2 separate regions of the Anas platyrhynchos genome follow, and region 1 is linked to region 2. The links are chromatin contacts, called in public Hi-C maps. All regions are on one chromosome and are shown on one strand. Each heading gives the region's core, a stretch centred on a gene start, on an enhancer-like site or on the middle of the called end of the contact. The rest is flanking DNA. Distances are from core to core; before and after follow the strand shown.

Evidence for each region. A called contact is a pair of places that touch in the nucleus more often than the background predicts.
Region 1: a contact with region 2 is called in a Hi-C map of subcutaneous adipose tissue, with 2.4 times the contacts expected there. The contact joins the promoter of BCAR3 here to the promoter of FNBP1L in region 2. A contact is called at or near these places in 3 of 8 Hi-C or Micro-C datasets (liver, skeletal muscle and subcutaneous adipose tissue).

Annotation. Positions count from the first base shown.
Region 1 is chr8:8,669,172-8,674,453 of IASCAAS_PekinDuck_T2T, forward strand. It overlaps BCAR3 (BCAR3 adaptor protein, NSP family member), which reads right to left and starts at 2,302. Exons shown (of 12, transcript XM_005026553.6): 1 at 2,109-2,302. TRNAR-UCU (transfer RNA arginine (anticodon UCU)) reads left to right here and starts at 2,164; the gene lies at 2,164-2,249. DNTTIP2 (deoxynucleotidyltransferase terminal interacting protein 2) reads right to left here. Exons shown (of 7, transcript XM_027462911.3): 7 at 4,566-5,282.
Region 2 is chr8:8,519,970-8,525,169 of IASCAAS_PekinDuck_T2T, forward strand. It overlaps FNBP1L (formin binding protein 1 like), which reads left to right and starts at 1,975. Exons shown (of 17, transcript XM_027462625.3): 1 at 1,975-2,189. The coding sequence starts at 2,166.

The sequences.
Region 1 (5,282 bases), core at 1,052-3,551, 150 kb after region 2:
GCTAGAAAAGCTAGTCCAAAGGACACATCCAGGTCCAGACGCTATCAAAGGTTAATCTGTTGTTGCTTAACATACCACATTTCCTCAGTTCACGAACTGTGAGCTGTTCTGTTTCTCATGCAGCAGCTCCATCTGTTGTCAAAAACGAAAAGTGGACTTTGCATTGGGACTACCGTCACAGGGGAGGGGAAAAAAATACAGAAATAGACTTGAATAATTTTAAATATCTCTGGACAATTTCTGTACACATCCCCAGTCAGCCCTGCAAGAACACCAGCCAGCCTGTTACCCGCCTGCGTAAACCAACTAACCAAACTGAAATTACAAGAGGAGGTAACACTCACACAAGCCTCAGAATTCTTTGTTCATACAGCTTCAGGACTAGTTTTCTCAAAGCTAACTCCTGCTCTTCACTATCTGCAATTATTAGTGCTCTGCTGTCCAAAGCTACCATGGTATCAAATCACACTGGTGAGGTGCTGACACTCGGTTGCCCTAAAATAAATGTGCCCGGATACTCCTGTACTACAGGATGTTCATGGCAATTTTCAACTACGTACAAGTGATTTAATTGAGCTGAACAAATATAAATTTAAGCTCATTATTTTGATGACTAATTCAGTTCTTAAAAACAAAAGTTCTGTTTCCTTTATGAAGCACAGAGCTTGAGTTGTTAGTCTGAGGACACAAATAAACATTTCTTTACAAGAAGCACAAAGGAATTTGGTCCAGAACGGCACAGTTGTGGCAAGACCACACAGACCCAGAGCTCGTAAATCTAGTGAGATCTACTCTGATTCTTGTAGAACTTTGATTCTTAGATGCATTTATTTTTATGTTCTTCTCCACTCCTATAGGTACTGATATCGATTATTACATGAAATACCAGACTCTCACAAAACCTGTACAACCTGTGCAACGCATGCAGCAGCACTACAGATCTGATGTGCTGCCAGCTCTGCCTGTTCCGGCCCCAGCTCGCTCTCCTGAGGCACCCAGGTGCCCAGGAGTCCTGTGCCCCGCTCTGAGTCCTGCAGCAGCAGACATGTTCCTGATCAGAACTACAGATTTTAAGGAAGAGTCTTGTTTTTTGTTCTTCCCATTTAGAAGGTTTTTCAAAGACTCCAAATTATTCTCAGTAAAATATTCTCAGTCACCAATTTCCAGGCATTTCCCACATCTCACCATATTTCTCTGTCACCTCACAACATCGTGTCTAGCAGAGACTTCAGGAACATATTTTCACTATTTTCACTTATCACCTTCCAGATTCCCCCACAGTTTTTTTTTTTTTTTGTTTGTTTGTTTTTTTTTTTTTTTCTCATGTGGCACTGGAAAGCTACAAAATGCTGCAGTGTATAGGGTGCACAGTAAACATACCCATGTTTTTCCCAAGTACTTTAATTCAAATACTATTGTTTTAAGAAAACGTGTTGAGATTGTTTCTAAAAACCTCCAGTGTTGGAAATCACCTATATTAAAAGAACTTCCTGTGTGAAGTGTATTTAAAAGAATATAAGGTTTGGAGCTGACCCAGTGTAGCTTCCATATTCTTGATATGGAAAAGTTTTTTTTGGGTCTGAAATTGAATTTTCACATTTAGCCCAATATGAGAAATGCTTGTATTTATTAATGCAGAATCAGACCTAAACTAATTTGTCAATGTTTCATGTTCATGTGTGTTCCAAGACCCAGTCCTACCAAGATTTCTTTACATAACTTTATTTGAGGATGCTTGGGGGAACAGTTCCACAACATAAGGAAACTGTGGAACAGGATTCCCTTATGTTCCCTCTAATATAAGGGTTAATATTGAAACCACCCAAGTGTGATGACAATAAATATTTTATGTACAGTACTGATGGAAAAACAACAATCCGTCTCTCAGAAGAGGTAAAGGCACAGGCCTGCCAAGCACCTCACAGCAAGCTGCAGTCACCCTTCCCCTCCCTGCCCCCGGCCGTGCATGTAGGCTGCCTCGGGACTTGTTTACACAGCAGCTAATACGGCTAAGCCTATTCATACTAGTTTAAAAAAAACGGAGAAATGATAAAAAGCGCGTCATTAACGAGTGGAAAAAGAAAGCGCCCAGCATCAAGGGCACTTACAGTCAGAGCAGGGTCGCGCAGGCTCTATGGGCGGCGTGCGGAAACTCCAACAGGTGGCTCCGTGGCGCAATGGATAGCGCATTGGACTTCTAGAGGGTTGAAGGGATTCAAAGGTTCCGGGTTCGAGTCCCGGCGGAGTCGCATGTGCTCTTTTATTTTCCTTCCTCTCTCCGCGTGGCTGCGACCTTTCCCCCTACCCCGCCCCCTCCTTCCGTCCCTTCCCTCACGGCCGCGGTAACCGAGCCGACCGGCCTGGCGCTTCCCGGCGGCCGGCTCCCGGCAGCGAGTCCCTGCGCGGCAGCGCCGAACCCAACACGGACGCCCCCGCGACGGGGCGCTCGGGCCCGCCTCCTGCCTCAGGCTGCGACCGAGCCCTGAGGCGCGCGGGGCGCCAACGGCCGCCTGTGGCCGCCCGCCCGTGCCTCATGCAAGGAGTGGTTTTAAAAAAATGTTTGGAAAGAAAGGTCCCAAGCAAACCCTGACAATAGCAACGACCTCGACACTTGTATCTGAGCAACTGAGTCATGCTGTTAGGTTTCTAGAACCAACTCTGGAACACGGTCTTAGCTGGAAATAAGGCTACTTCTCTCCTTCAGTGATGGTCTGACACAGATCTAGTCAAAGTAATTTTCAAGCAACAAAACGCCCACAAAATGCAGCAAATGAAACAAGCATTTAATGTGTCAATTAATGCCATCTTTTCTTCCTAACCTATGCATACCAATAAAAAGAAGACAAAGAGCCACTTTAATTAGACCTATCAAAACAAAAATTTGGGTGGTAAAATAATAATAATAGAAAAGCAGCAGCAATAAGCAAACCTCGATGCTATTCATGTCTGAAATAAATTCATGATTTATTCACAACTTAAATTCATGATGCGATTCATGAATTATATTTAATTAAAAAAATGCTTTTTAATCCTGCACAGGTGACTACAGCCTCTCTTTCAAATCATAATAACGTTTATTTAATAACAAGGTAAAGCCCCATAACTGAAAATGAGCCACACTATTAGTAACACCAACTATGACTGTTTGACAGCAGAGAAGCCCATTCAGGAATGCTATCTAGCTATAAAATATGTAAAACCCTTTACAGAAACATCCAGTGTTCCTGAATTCACGGTTAAACAGCCAACACTAACTTCTCTTACATGAATCCCATAAAAGCAACTAAGTCAAGCGACAGACAAAATCTTCCTCATCCCGTCACTTCCAGCAATGCATTCATTTCCAACTACTACTCTCCTTAGTTTTGTATTTAAGGGTAATGCCACAAAATCTGCCTAGACCCCAGTGAAAGAAATAGAAGGCCAAGGCTTTCACATTTCACATTTACATGTTGCAAGCAACATTTACACAACCATACTTGAGAAGTGCGTAAGTTAATTAAGAGAGAGACGTGCCTGATGGCGAAGCGGGGAATTCCTTGGCACAAGCACACAAGCAGTAGCAGCAGGGACAGCTCTCCCAGTGCGCAGGCACAAGCCCCTGTGGGGAAGTACAGGGGGACAACTCCACAAAACGTGCGTGTGAAGAAGGGCTTGAAGAAAACGTTGCAAGGACAATACACGCAGTCTTTTGGAATGCATTAAGAGAATCAGAAGGAAAATAATCAAGAATTGTAGCAAACAATATAAACTGGACAGATCATTAGGCAGCTTCAGTTTTAAAGGGACTGTTGATTGCAGGGAGATTAAAAATGCCCAAGGTATGGAAAAAGAAGCATGAGCAACAAAGGAAAATGAGAAGTATTTTACTTCTGCACCTAAATTAACCGTAACTACTGGTGGTACTGCCCCAGTACCACATCAGCCACCCTTAGCTATGTTTCTGTTGCTCTTTAATCTCAGGGAAATTTGTCAGTAACTGTTTATATCATTACAGGCAGAATTAATGTAACACAAGCATTTCTGACAGCACAATTAAAAGAAAATACTTGCAATTTATAGTCAAATAGTTTCTCAAATTATGCTAGTGTTTAACAATTTTTTGTTGACAAATTTGAGTATTTTCAGAGAAATCTTATCATCTGGTAAGTTTATGGCGTCACGTGGTGCATTTTGTTTTCACCTGCTCTCCCTAGCAACTTAAAATTTGTCACTTTTAATCAAATTCAATTGATTAAATTGAAATTAAGGAGCACTCCAAAGTATTATGTTGCCATGCTTTTATGAAAATAGGTCATTGCAAAACAATATGCCAAACTGGTGCCTTCACTGGAAGAGGCTGAATGAAGCACAAAGTGAGGCAGTAGTTGACTGGCACGCTGGCAAACGTGAGGTGCAGGTCCTGCCCTGCAGCCCTGCTCACACTGTCTAATGTGTCCCCTTCTTGCTCCCACAGTAGAACATGAGCACTTGCTGGACACAGCATGTGGCAAAACAGAAGACATTAGGACATCTGAAGGAAGGGCAAAGATAAAGAATATAAAACAAATCCCACACTAGCGATGTTGTATATAAATTAGCTTGGTTTAATATTTGCAACAAGCTATTAAGCAGCCTGAACAACCAGCATGGCACTGTTGCTTGCTGCCTAAAACCAGAACTTGCTCTTCTCTCTTAGGGCCCTTCAGGGTAGCACAGTGCTTTTCTGGAGTTCAGCTGGAAGATCCCAAGATGCAACAGAATAACAACTACTCTGGTGGCTTGTTTTCTTTCCTCAGTGTTCAGTAGTCATTTTCTGTGCTTCCATTTCTCATCCAGAGAACAAGACACCATAGTTGTTTTTATTGTCTTTTTATCATTTACAGGTTCAAGATTTTAGCTCACATACAACTGTATTAGAATAGTATCTGCATGGTAGCAGGGACCTGGGGGCAAGTGGTTCTACAACTACATGTTTCATACTTCCCAGCAAATTCACTTTACTTTGTGCACCATTTATCTCTAGGTAACTCGTGCTTTTTAAGGAATCTATGTCCTTGTCTGTGCTTGGTAATGAATATTTATGGCTAACTTCAAAAGAATATAAAAAAAATCCAAAGGCTCATGGGAAATTTTCTTTCATATTTCAGTTGGTGATCAGTAAATACCATGATTCTCATTTCATTTTAGCTACCTCCAGCACAAATAGCTAATATCCTTAAAATAAAACACATAAAAAATCTACTCATTCTCAGGAGAAAAAAAAATCATAGTTAAACACTGGTCAAAAACATCCTTTTCAC
Region 2 (5,200 bases), core at 725-3,224:
AAGATGTCATCATCATCTAGAAGATGATAATGGGTTAGAAGGATACTAGGACAATGCAATTTATCACAGAGCTTTTGTGTGTAAAAATTACTTGAATATGTCTTCAGTGTATTTCTCTTCTTGAGTCCCTTGGGTGAGACTTCTTTAATCATCTGCACTTTTTCTGACGATAAATGTTTTCAGAGGTGTGACTAAGAGAATAAAAATCTGTGGGATAATATTTGTTTAATTATATCTAGGAGTAGGGCCAACTGCAGTTCCTGATAAGGAAACAATGTCAAAATTCTAAATGATTAATTATAATGCTTCCGTCAATATCCCACAGAGACGCAGTAGGCTTTTTCCCCTCATCTTACAGCTACATCACTTCACATCCTGAACTGCTAAACTGGAGAAGAGCATAGCTCACTGTGTGGATGGGAATCTCCTAAAGCCAGACTGTACTTGAACAGGAAAGGGCCTGATGGTGGCTGATGTCAGACCTCTCTAAGCTGAGATACTGAGTGTTACACTGCTAGGACTTCTATTTTATCTTTAATGAGCTAAAATTAGGTTTGATCTTAAGGTCTTTATATATTGCATAGGAATTCCAGGTTTGTTGGGAACTTAGATGACTGTTCTTTTGTCTTTTAACTAATTTGCAGTTACGTTTGTAGTTTATTGTTGAAATGAGCTATGATCTTCTCACCATGGATGAACAGGTGGCTCCTAGTTGAAGTAAAGGTGAAATGTACCTGTGTGTAAACACACCTGAGATACGTATGATTGCTCTTTTAGGAAGAAGTATGGGTCAGAAGCAAACTAAAAATCAAACTTTATTGAACAAGTAGCTAAGCAAAGAGTTGATCTAAGTTTTTCTTCCTAATCCTCAAAAGCATGTGAATTGAATGAGTGTGTCTGTGTGTGTGTGTGTATATGTGTGTATATATATATATATATAAATATATATAATTATGATTACTTTTCTTATTCATCAGTGCTTCATTACCAGAATCCTCAAAATGTTTTCAGCCTGGTGAATGTTTTCAGTAACATGCAATGTACAAACTGTTTGAATTAACATCTGTTCAATTGAAGTGAGCCCAAGTGTGGAATTTGAGCCCAAATCTGGGGTTTTGTGACCACTGGCTTGCTAAAACATCCTCTCCGTCGGCCACCACAACACGTGGCAGAATTGTTCAGCTTGGGGTTTCCCACAGACCAAATGCATTTCTAGTGTAACGTGACTGGCTCCAACACTTCACTCCAGAAATAACATCGTTGACCTGTGATCTCATCTGCTTATTTTGATAATTCACATTATCTTACTGTAATGGTTTCATATCTAAAAGAATTTGCATTTTGCTCTCCTAAGGAAAAAGATTAAATGTCAGCTAAGCATGATGTGAATGAGCAGTACCTGGAAGGTGACTTTGGAAACGAAAAGAATTATTGGGCTTAAGTCACTTTGTTTTCATGATGGAGACTGAGCACAACAGCAATATTTTCACCACGTCCTTGCTGCAATTTTTGAGTAAAAATGGGAGGAAAACCAAAACTTGATGCTCTGAGGGGAATTCTGACGGCTCTCCAAACCTCTGCTTTCTATCAGCTTTCGAAACGGACATTTTGGTGGAGAAATGGCGAGGATTTAACACCATTTCCTCGCCAGGCGCTGAGGAAATTCCCGGCGGGGCCCGAGAGCCGCTGTGCCCGGGGCCGCTCCCGCCGTGACTCAGCGCCTGCCCGGCCGCCCTGAGGCGCGGCGCCGAGGGCCGGGGTCTCGCTGCGCGGGCTCTGCCCCCGGGCGTCGCCTCAGAGCCGAGTGGGGCGCGGCCGCTCCCCTCCCCCCCACACACACCCCGGTTTCGGCCAGGAGCAGCGCCCGGTACCGGGCGGCGCCTCGGGCCGGGGGGGGCGGCAGGCGCGGCGGGAGGGAGGCTTTGCGCCGGGCCTCCCCCGGGAGCGGCGCCTCGGCCCGGCCCGGCCCCGGCCGAGCCCGCCCCTCTCCCAGTCTCCTCCGCGGCTCCCCCTCCCCGAGCCGGGCGGGGCCGCAGCTCGCAGCGCCGCCGCTCCTTGTGCCGCCTCTCCCCGCTGACCGAGGGCACCGCCGGGACCCTCTCCGGCCGCCCCCCCCCGTCCCCGCCGCCGCCTCAGCCGCAGCCGGCGCTGCCCGCGGAGCCGCCATGAGCTGGGGCACGGAGCTGTGGGTGAGTGTCGGCCCGGCCGCTCCGTGTGTCGGCACCCGCCGCCTCCCCCCCCCCCCGCCCGGCCGCTTTGTTCGGCGCTGGGGAAGGGCGGCGGCACCGGCGGAGGGACGGGGGGGCTCGGGGCGGTGTGAGGGGGAAGCGGGGCGCCGAGGCGGGGCTGAGGGGCGGGCGCTCGGCGGGCAGCGGGGCCGGGGGGCGGCCGTGGCGGGGTGCGGGGGGGTCCCGGTGGCGGCCCGGGGTCGCGGCGGGCCCGGCTTTGTCTGCGGCGCCGCCCCCGGGGGGCTTCTCCGGAGGGAACCTTCCAGAGCGGGGGCGGCCGGCGGGGGGAGCGGCAGGGAGCGCTGAGGGGGCTCGGCGGGCCCCCTGCGGACCGGGGCGCGAGGCGCGCACACGCCCTGAGGAAAATATTCCCCCAAATATTCCCCAGGATGTTCCTCCAAATATTCCCCCAAAACCGGGTGCAGCGGCCGCGGCTCGGCCGTGCCGCCCCTCGCGGCTCCGGCAGCCCCTTTGTCCCGCACGGCTGCGGCAGCGCTGGGCGCCGGGAGCGGCGCTGCCTGGCGGGGGGGATTTAGGGCGGGTCGGGATTTGGGGGGCTGCAGCAGCCCCGCGTCCCCCGTGTCGTGTGGGGAAGCGGGTCGTTAAGGCTGGCAGAGGTCTCCGTGATCGCCTGGTGCGGCCGCCCCTACCCGGGAGAGGTTTTGGGGCGGCGCTGGGGAGAGTCGGGGGGTGCCTTGGAGGAGAACGCTGAATTTTCGTCTGTGTGTACTTAAATTCCTATCGCTTCAGAAACCAGGCTTTCAGTTTGCTCGTCTCTGTTCCTTTGGGCAGCCTCTGAATTTTGTTTTCTTTGTTCGGCTTGTGAATGATAGCTCAGGTTTTGTGTTCTGTCTGGTGCTCAGCATTGTGAGGAAACACGTCAGAAATACATACAAAAATATGGATTTCAACTTCAGGCTTCATTTCAAGAAAAGGCAAATTTATTTACGGCATCATCAAACTGCCTGAATTTTATCTAGACCTACTACATTTTTTTTCCTAAGTCACTAATTCCATTGTGCTGGTTTAAAGAAATAAACCCAGATGTTTAAAATAAAAGTTCTATGCTACTGCTTTTATTTCAGCAAAATTCAATATGCTTTTTCGTATTATTAGGAGATAGCTATTTCCTTAAGGTATGGACACAGATTTTATATATATATATATTTATATATATTTATATATATTAAAAATATATATTTATATATATATATTCATATATATATATATATAAAAAATGGTCTGTTTGTAGGCATATAGCTAGCTTCTCTGATTTAAGTTTTTATATTGAAATGTACCTTCTAAATGGGTTGCTTTTGTTGAATTATGTCATGCTTTTTGAAAAATTGCATCTTAGGGCTATAAAGCCAAGTATTTTGTTACGCAAAAAAAAAAAGTTCAGTGCCTCTCATACCGATTGAAAAGAATATCAAACGTGTGCTTTGACATCTTGCAATGGGCAGAGAAACATTTATCTTTCAATTCTGGTGTAAAATTTTGTTTATAAATGTATTAGCTCCTCTCTAGACCAAGAATGCAATGAAAAGCAGTGCTCTGGGAGCTTTGGAGACAGGGCTGCGAAGAATGGGCAGTTAAAGCGTTACCTGTGTTTTCGTCCCGAGGCTTTCCCTTCGCCTTCCCCTGCTGCTACCCTGAGTGCAGCCTCTCAGCAGCAGAGCCAGGCTGGGCTCGCTACTGGCAGCGGGGCGTCCAGCGGCGCAGCGCGGACACAGCGGGGAGAGGCCTCGCCCTTGATAGTGCTGGTGCCTGGAGATCCGAAGGGCAGGTTGGCATGGTCAAGGCTTGCATTTGGAGGACGGTTTTTCTGAATGTTGAGCAAACGTTCGCGACGTGTTTGTAAGCAAATACGTATGTAGGCACTCCTCGTATATTTGCAGTTCTGATGTATTTATTTATTTATTTTCCTGGAGTCTGTACGCTACTTCTGATAAAGTAAAAAGTGTGCATGGGTACATTTAGAGGGAAATAAGGATCCAGAAGAAAATCTAGGGGATTAGAAAAAGCAACTCATGTCCAATATTTATAGCTCTTTTAATATAGCTCTTCTGGTATTAAAGTGTGTTGTTCATGTTTAAAATATCTTCAGTGGTTATATCATGAAAAAAGGGAAAGATTTTGTTTGATGGGCCAATATTTCCTAATTCTTAAATTCTTAAGCTGCTATTTCTATTTGCAGATTATTGGGCATTTTTGCCTTTCAGTCAACCATTTTTATAAGTACACCGTTCAGAATTAGGTGTACAGTGGCCAATGCACATATGTCTTGGGGAGGCTGAAGTAGAGGTGCTTCGTGTTTTTAGTCCAACAGCATATTCCCTGGTGTGTGACTGCTTTCAGTAATGAATATATTTCCTCTGATAACACTATAAAATAATATGAACTAATAATAGTGAAATAAACGTTGATTTGTTCAAGCCATTCTGTCATTAGAACTTTTGTTTTACCTTTTTTTCCACACTATGTGAAATGTGTTCTCCTTTTTTTTTCCACAACAAAATTTTTGTGATGAATTTTGAGTGTTGTTCCACAGATAATTTTATTCTGATCAGTGCATTTGTTTTTGTAGTGACTGCAGCATATACGTCATGATATGTGCTCATTAAAAGCAGGATACTTCAGTGAACTGCTTTGCGTGATAGTCTTCTCCTCATGGTTATGAGAGAGTAGTGGGAACTGGGACGTCTGGGTTCTAGTTGTCTGTCATCCAGTTGAAATTGTATTTTTTGAGACTTGGACTGCTGTGCTCTAAATTCTCCTGTAATAATTCTCTGTAATAATTGGGTGTTGTTTTATTAATTTATTATTTTTTTCTTATAGATGGGAATTGTAAAGTAATAATCACCTGATGAAAGGGTGTATATAATAACAAAGTATCATTGTTTTCTTGGTAATGAAAAATTGTTGCTTGTGGCTGTTTGCTTTGATACACTTTCCAGGGTTTTGACTTCAGT